Regions from separate parts of the Anas platyrhynchos genome. Here region 2 is linked to region 1. The links are chromatin contacts, called in public Hi-C maps. All regions are on one chromosome and are shown on one strand. The core of a region is the stretch at or near the end of the contact, and the rest is flanking DNA. Distances in the headings are between cores, read along the strand shown. Region 1 overlaps HS6ST1 (heparan sulfate 6-O-sulfotransferase 1). Region 2 holds the start of HS6ST1 (heparan sulfate 6-O-sulfotransferase 1).

Evidence for each region. Hi-C and Micro-C count contacts between places; a contact is called where the count stands out from the background.
Region 2: a contact with region 1 is called in a Hi-C map of subcutaneous adipose tissue, with 2.0 times the contacts expected there. The contact joins the promoter of HS6ST1 here to the enhancer-like site in region 1. A contact is called at or near these places in 3 of 8 Hi-C or Micro-C datasets (F1 follicle, skeletal muscle and subcutaneous adipose tissue).

What each region holds. Positions count from the first base shown.
Region 1 is chr9:17,619,160-17,623,444 of IASCAAS_PekinDuck_T2T, forward strand. All of the region lies in intron 1 of HS6ST1 (heparan sulfate 6-O-sulfotransferase 1), which reads right to left. Among named protein-coding and RNA genes, the nearest start is that of HS6ST1, 34 kb to the right of the region's middle. Within about 2 kb of position 1,537, at least 5 of the 8 cell types and tissues checked have an H3K27ac peak or open chromatin away from gene starts, as enhancers often do. A contact at or near this core is called in F1 follicle and subcutaneous adipose tissue, where this site is marked.
Region 2 is chr9:17,653,923-17,657,944 of IASCAAS_PekinDuck_T2T, forward strand. HS6ST1 (heparan sulfate 6-O-sulfotransferase 1) reads right to left here and starts at 1,312. Exons shown (of 2, transcript XM_027463893.3): 1 at 398-1,312. The coding sequence starts at 915. LOC106020114 (a long non-coding RNA gene) reads left to right here. Exons shown (of 3, transcript XR_002406465.4): 2 at 3,070-3,116. LOC106020112 (a long non-coding RNA gene) reads right to left here. Exons shown (of 4, transcript XR_005267778.2): 4 at 3,760-4,022.

The DNA.
Region 1 (4,285 bases), core at 287-2,786:
GGCCTCCTCCGCATCTGGACAGAAGAGCAGCAACGTCCTCCTGCCCTGCCCACCCTGCATGCCTGGGGACCTGTATGGACACCCACAGAGCTCATCCGGGAAGAAACGCAGTGATACTGAAGCCACAGACCTCTCATTTTACACTTCACAAATGGTTAGGGTATTTGCTGGATATGCTTTGAAATAATTATTTTTAAAAGAGAGACTTCTTCCCTCAGAGAAGAATTTTCTGATAATTGTGCCTTTTTTCTTTTTTAACTGATCATTGTGTGTTTTCCAAGTCCATTGGCATTGTTTACTTCCCCTAAAATTATTACCAGGCCCACAGATATGATAGCTGGATGTTTTTGTAATATGTTTTTCCACATTTTTGTGGGTTGTTTTTCAGTCCCTTGGCTCTGAACAGTTTTGCTGTCACAAACCACACAGATCACAGCATCTCCCGTTCCCAGCAAGAGGACAACCTGGCTCTCATTGAAATCTATGGGAGCTTTGCCACGGATAGCAATGCATGTGGGATCAACCACACAACCCTTCGCAACAACAACAACACAAACATTTTCATGTCTGAATCACTAATACTGGAATAAGAAGAAACAACTTTTTTCTCCTGCTAATAGTATGGAAAAATCTGAGTATAATTGCAATTCAGCTGCTGCCTGAAGGAAGGAAAACAAAACCCAATGAAGCTTTTTATTTTATTTGCTGTTTACTGAAAGGATGAATGATCCATCTGTGCCTTCCTACTCCATTTAGGAGAGGTGCCTAACACTGGTAAAGCATCCATGAAATTCCTCTATATATTGTGGACAGTATTGCCCTAAATCTTAACCACGTTATGCAAATACCCCACACACTTTCTAGGCTGCACACTGCCGGGGTTCCAGTAATACTGAAAGCATTTATCAGTAGATTTAATTATATCCCCAAATACTGTATCTCACTGTCAAGTTTTGATTTCAGCAGTCACAGCAGTGCCCTAGGTAGAAGAAGTATCTTTGATCAAAAATCCAGAACCTAATGGTGATTTTAAGGGCAAAGGAAATAGCCTAACATAGTAATTCCATCTTTCCTTTCATCAGCACCTCCATAGCTCACATTTGCTGTGTCTTTCTATTTGCTGGAGGCCACATACACTAATAACATACTGAAATAGAAGTGGGCATTTTGTTTATTCAGGTAAGACCCTGGCACCAGGATCATGACCAAGCACCAACACCGCTTCACTGACTTGTACTGTTCGCATGCTTCAAACAGGAAATGAAGCTACAAGAAGCACTATTGCTATTTTAATTCTATTAGTATAAAGCAGTCAAAACCAGAAAGGTTACATCATTTATGTATTAAAAAAGACACTAGACAGCCAAGGATCCCACGCATCATGTTCCTGCTTCCTATCAATGTACGGGACACAAGACAGAGTGAGCCCTGCTGCCCACCCTCTCGCTAATACTACCAGACAAACTCACACTGCTGCCAACCGTGCCAAATCTGCCCTCAATAAACATAACACTGCGCAGGCACCAGACACGTGGCAGAGGAGTCCTCGACCTTTGCTACAGGAAAACTTGCTGACTCAGTTTTCTGCTGTAATTCCTCTGCTCAGCAGTAAGGAACAGTAACTTTAATGATGGGATACCTACTTCAACTTAAAGCAAACGAGAAAGTAGCTGTTCTCATCTTTTCTTTCTTGCCATTTTTCTCTTTTGAATCATCACCTGCTCAGCTGCAAATACAAACACCCAGTAAGCAAAGTGTTTAAAAGAAAGCAGAAGAAAACTCGACCTGTAAAATAGTTCTGTTTAAACCCAGCTCCCAATGACACTCAGCTGTGTCAGAAAAGCAGGCTCCTCTTTTTATGTGAGCAACAGGCAGGACAATCTGTGATCAAGCAATGAATCAGACATGAATGAAGGGTATAAATTCTCTTGTATCTTCAATGCCATTTAATCTTTGATGAGGCTGATGATGCATTTTCCTGATATCACCCAATCGTAACCTCCAGCAACACAAGACCTTTCTCTATATCCAAGGTAGGGAAAGGATGTAGTTTAGACTGCAAGACGTCAACTTTTCTTTTCACCAGTGCATGTGGTAACCTCTGAAAAGAATGAACAGCAGTAATACAAACAATAGGCTTTTTTGGATCATGATTTCAAAGATTACCACCACAGATTTACTTATCTCTAGAGACTATTCAGTGGGTGCTTAGCAAGACACCTTATGTCAAGAAATGCAGTTGCATAACAAGACAAAAAGGATCTGCTCGAAGTGGAATGCAGCCACATCTGCTAGCAACACCACACAGACTCTGTGTTCAAGTCTGAAGTACAACTGCTCCTTTCTGCAGCCCCTTTAAGTGTGTTTGAGGTCGTGATTCTTTTCAGAACAGAGAGTTACTGATCATAAGGGCTGCTGTTTCATAACCAAAAAATCAGCTTGTTGAATTATTTCTTATAATTTAAGTGGCAAGGAGGCAGCTGGGATTTTTCTGAATCAATGCACATCTCTTTTATAAACTCAGATTCTCTTTGTAAAGCATTGATAAAAAGCAGGAAGCAATTTCTAAAACTTTGCTTTCAGCCTATTATTTTTCACTTTCAAGAGCAAGTCTTTCCCAGTCCAGTGAGGAGGACTCACTGCAGAGCTGCAGCAGCAAGTGAACTGTCAAAACATGTTAATTCAGTGCTCACAGCTATATAAACTGAGAACACAAAAAATTCAAGACAACCCAGAAAATTCCAAGACAAAGCCAGTTACCTTTCTTTCTCACAACAAAACAAAAAACAAAAAGATATTCCACACAAAAAGGTCACTGGGTCAATAAGATGCTGGAGAAAACTTACTGCATAAGCGAGATGATAAATTGTCCCATTACTTGAAGTCCTGAATTGAATAAAGAAATCAAAGATGGACACTCACGTACCTGTATGGCTTCTGTTGTGTGTATTCATACTTATGCAAGAGGCACAGAGTTAAAATACTGTATTTTTAGACACTGTAATGTCCGATGGAAAAAAGACCTTAATTAAGGACTCTTATTTTTAAACATGCATTTCTCAACTGTTGTGAGCTGATATCAAGCTTTTAATGTTAATTCCAGGGCCAACATCTAATGCCTTTTCCCCAAGCAGACATTATAGTATTGTTTCTTCCCAAAAAAGCATTACTACACTCATCCATGCAAACATTTATGTACCAATACCGATGCGTCAACTAAACAACCTGTTGACTGACTGGTAGCACATTGTTGCTGTGTCTCTGCATCAACCACCAGGTGCAAGTTGCTCATTTGTTTCAAGTTATTCAAGGCTGAGCAGTGACCACACAGTTAAAGCCACTTTTTCCTCATCATCATATCCATCTACCAACAGGCAAAGAAACCCGTAGTTTTGTTACAGTTACAGAGAATAGCCCCTCTCTCTTTCAGAAGCTGCCTTGCCCTCCAGAAAGGAACCCAGATTTGCCCAGCTCTCTAACAGGGCACAGTGTGGTGCAGTTGTTCTGAATTGGAATTTTTCAACAAGTTCTTAATAGCCAGTTGGCACAAGAGAGCTTGATTTTCTTCGTGATGCTGGCATTCCCTCCTGTTGCAGTGGCTGTTTAAGAATCCTCTGGTGATGCTGTATTAAGATCTCACGCATGGTACATTAGCCCAGTGACTCTGCCTTTGGGATACAAGATGGCACAGCACATTCCATCTACCACAGACACTGCTCCAGTAGGTGGAAAGAATCATTGTCAGGAGCATTTGCAGAATGGTTGCACTGCTCCACTGTGCCTCATCTGCCTGCTTTATCAAACTCCAGGTTTTCCACCAGGTAGTCTGGACTGCAGTTGTCCATACAGAGACAACTAGCTAACCACAAATAAAAATAAGGTAAAGAATGAGAAGGAAGCAAACAGCGCAGGTGCAGGCTTCATTCCATGTTTGTATTTACTGTAGAGATGGGGCTCCAGGTTTTGTTTTTGCTTTCTTCCCCCTCTCCATCTCCTTTATCCACTGTTTCAAAGGACCACATTTGGTGAAGGTTGTTCATTGCACGCACATTTGCCCAGAAGGTAAGCAGTGATAAGGGCTGGTACGGAGCGGTCGCCTTGTCCCCTTGCAGGATAAGGCACTGCAGACTGATTCCCCAGCCTCAGGTTAAACCCCCAAATCTAAGCTCTGAACTAAATTACTTCTGCATTGTCAAGAGTTTTATGAATATTTTTCCAGAGCTCCACAATCAAGATGCTACAGAAATATTTAGAGACACTTGCTATTCTCACTCTAGCATCACCA
Region 2 (4,022 bases), core at 62-2,561, 35 kb after region 1:
GTGTTTAGGGGATGTTTCTGCGATGCACAAAAACCCATCAGGCAGATTAGGTGCATGTGTGTGTGAGGACTGTGAGACCGGTGTGCACCTCAGCTGCACCACAGCAGCTCCAGGTGGAGGGAAGGGACACGCAGGTCAGGGCAAAGGAGATTACAAAGGTATAGTGGGTGCTAGAAGGCGGTGAGCGATGAAAACAAGGTGTTTAGAAACGAGCATAAGCGGCACCAAGATGTGTGTTTGCCAAGGGCTCTGTGGGGACCTGGTGCAGGGCAGGGGCTGAGGGCAAAGCAGCCAGGACGCCGGAGGGAGGGAAGGTGCCAGGCACAGGCTAGAGGAGAGCAGGGCAGGGCAGGGCAGGGCAGGGCAGGGCAGGTGGGGTGGCCTGGGGGCCCGGTACCTGGGCGTCTTGGCAGCGGCGCTCTCGCGGCGGTCCAGCACGCCGGGCACGCAGTTGGTGAGCTCGGTCCAGTCGGCGTGCAGCCCGCAGCTCCAGCCCGTGGAGAAGCGGGAGAAGAGCCAGGTCTCCCTGCGGTTGGGGCGGTAGCAGGTGCACTTCTTCTGGCCGGGCCGGCAGTCGCAGGGCACCTCCAGGCGCACGTTCTGCACCAGGTGGCGGCCGAAGGTGGTGCCGCCCGTCTTCTGGATGTGCAGGAAGACGATCACGTCCTCGCCCTTCATGTCGAAGGCGAGCTCCCGCTCCAGCTCCCGCACGGGGAAGTAGTACTTCTTCACGTAGTGCGGGTCCGGCGTGGGGAACAGGTCCGGCTCCTCCGCGTAGGAGCGGCCGCTGGGCGACCCCAGGCTGAGCCCCGGCCCCACGTACTGGTACAGGATGAGCATGAAGCACACCGACACGGCCACGATCAGCAAGAACTTGCTGGTCCTCTCAACCATGGTCCTCCCCGCACGCTTCATGTGTCACCATCTCCCAGGGCTGCCGGCGCTCAGCAGACGGCGGCGGTGCCGGGGGGGCGGGCGGCGGAGCCGGGCGCCTGTGCCAGCCGCCTCCCCCCTGCGCCCCGCAGCGGAGCCTCCCCGGGGGCGGCCGGCCGCTCCCCGCCTCGCCTCGCCTCTCCTCTCCTTTCCTCGGCTCCTCGCCGTCCCCGCCCGCCCCGGCAGCGGGGCAGGGGCAGCCCGCAGCCAGGCGCTGCGGAGGGGCCGCGGCAGAGCGGCTAACTCGGGCGGAGGGGCGGGAGGGGGCGGAGAGGGACCGGAGCACAGAACCAGCCCCCTCCCCGCCCCCCGCCTCAGGAAGCCAGCCCCATCCCGCCGCTGCGCCCCGGCCCCGCCGGCCCCGGCGCGGCAGAGCCCGCCCGAGCCCGAGCCCGCCCCCGCTGCCGGTTGCGCTGGGGCCCGGCCCGGCCCGGCTCGGCTCGGCTCGGCCGGCAGCGAGCGCTTCCTGCCCGCGCCCGGCATGCACAGCGCCCGCCGCCGCCCGCGGCTCCGCCCGCGCCCGCCCGGCCCCCGCTCCCCTCACGGCTCCCCTCACGGGGTCGGGGCGGGAAAGTTTTGTCAGCGCCCTGCCTCGGGCTGAGCGGCCGGGCGGCCTCGCACCCCACGGGGACGCTGCCACGGGGCTCGCTCGCAGTGCAGGAGCCCCAGCGGTTAAGCACAGCGCTGCCCGGCAGCTGCCAGGTGCAGCCCTTGCTTGCGGCAGTGCCCTGCGTGAGGGGGGAGTGAGGTGACAGCCACCACCTAGGCAGGAGTCCGTGTCGAGTTAATAATAGGAGCAAGTGCCAACTTCTAGCAAAATCTCCAGCTAAGATGCTGCATCCCCCGTACCTGCTTCTGTTGGTGACAGTTGTTCCCAGTACTCTAAGTACTCTGCCTCGATTTTTAGCACCCACCCTTAAAAAAATCCCAGCAGATAATGCTTTTTAATTCAAGTTGCGTTTTGCAACAAGACAGCATGTGTGTAGATGAGCCATTGTTAAGCACTGTGTCAAATTTTAAGGGCTTAGGAGGAAATGAGATCCCAGATTTTCATTTGAACTCCATGACTGATAAATCTGCTAGATTTGGAGATGGCTGCATCACTCACGAGTTGTGGAGCCCCAGTGAGTTATGCAGTTCTTCCCAAACAAGTAACGATAAAATGTTTATAGCACCCAAAAGCATCATATATTGTGCTCATACCATTTTTTTGTTTGATATTTCCCTCTTAAAAGCCTGCTTCTGATTCGCCTCTTTTCATGTAGGCTACTAACTCCAGAAACAATGATGTCATTCTGATACACAAAGTTTGGCAGCATCCAGCAGCCTAGTATGAACTCAGTTTAAAGGTTTGAAATTTATATTTTGATTTGGGAAATACAGGCATATATATATGTGAGATTTGTATACATTTGGGCTATACACCACAGTACAAAAAAGCAGTCCAGATTTTAGTATTGCAATGTATTTGCCCATGGTTGTAAACATACAAATACTTAGAAATGCCCAATATGGGCTATAAAAGATAAACGTACCACAAAGGAAAATATGGAGAAACAGTTTTCTTTGCTGCAGCACCTTCCACCCAGCAGTGTGGAACAGCCAACACAGTGGAAGTGGTGGGAAGGCATGTGTCTTTCTGATAAGCGCCCACACACAAGAAGTACAAGGCATCCTGCCTAGGAGATGCTGCTAAACCAAAGCTCTGGGACCAACGCTTTCATTTTTACCGAAATGCTGTGGAATCCTTCCTTGCTAATTCTGTGTGGCAGAAATGCTGGTATTTCAAAGCTGCTTACTGCTATGACTCGCCTAAGATGATCACTTAAGCAAATACTTAAATCAATCCTTATTTTTACTTAAGGTAAAATTCCACTGAAAACAGTGACAAAGTAGTTCTTTGCTACACAGGGAATTACACATCAAGTGCTGCATCCATGCTAATTTAGACCTGGGAAGATCTGAGCAGAGTTAAAATAGCACTTCCACTTCAAACGGGGGAAAGAGATGGAAAATTAAAATAATAATAATAAAATCATGTTGTTACTGTCACCTCTGCCTGCTTATTCTCTGAATTTAACTAGACCATGCGTTTAGCCATTACTGCTCATCACAAGATCAATCTTTCTCTCGTAGGCCAGACCTCACCAGGCTTTCCTGTGTCTCATCTGGGATTCATCATGGTAAGTCTGACTAGCTCCAGGAGCAGACCTCTGTTTCCTGTGAGGCAGTGAGAGTGACAATCTGCAATCACTGAGACACCTAAAAACTAAATGTTTATGTAGAATGAAAGTGTTTTGGAGGGGAAAAAAAAAAAGTTTGTATTATTATCTTTAAACCGTGAGCACACATTTCAGATTTCATCTCTCTGCATTCTTCTAGGCAAATGCAAACATAAATCCCCCCCTTAGCCCGCTGAAAAAGTTCTTCGACCTTTTTGGTGTCTGTCTGATCCTTTGCACTGTAGGCTGGACAAATAAGTTTTGCAGTCCATTCCTGTCATAAATCCTGCCCCCATCTGTTTAATGGCTTAACTTTCAGTCATTCAACTGTACGCTGGGATCCACTGTGTCTCTTCCCTGTTTGTACAGCCCCTGTTAAGTCACATGGAAATTCTCTTACTGCAGCCTGCCAAACGTCCCTTGTTCCTCAAGCAAGCCTCAGATAGTGATACTCCATCTCAGAATTCGTAACATTTTACATCACCTTCATGGCCAGCACAAAGGTTATATTAGATATACATTTAACACTCACAAGCCATCTGTTTAAAAATCGTGCAAAAGCCTGAGGTCACCCTGGCATCGACAACTGAAGGTCATGTTCCATTTCAATCTGAACTGATGCAAGTTGGATTTTGGAGTGGCTGGAAAAGTAAATCCCATCTTAGGTGCTTGGAGATTAAACCTCAGCATGGACTCCACGTGTTTTACCTTGTTTTTCAGCATGGCTTCCTTTATTCTGTGCTTAACGCTAGACAGAAGACCAGTTTTAGCAATGTCTCAAATTACTCATTTATACTAACGTAAAACTGAGATATCTAGCAAATTTCCACTCCCAATCTGTCAGAAAGAGCAGAATCTCTCCTAATA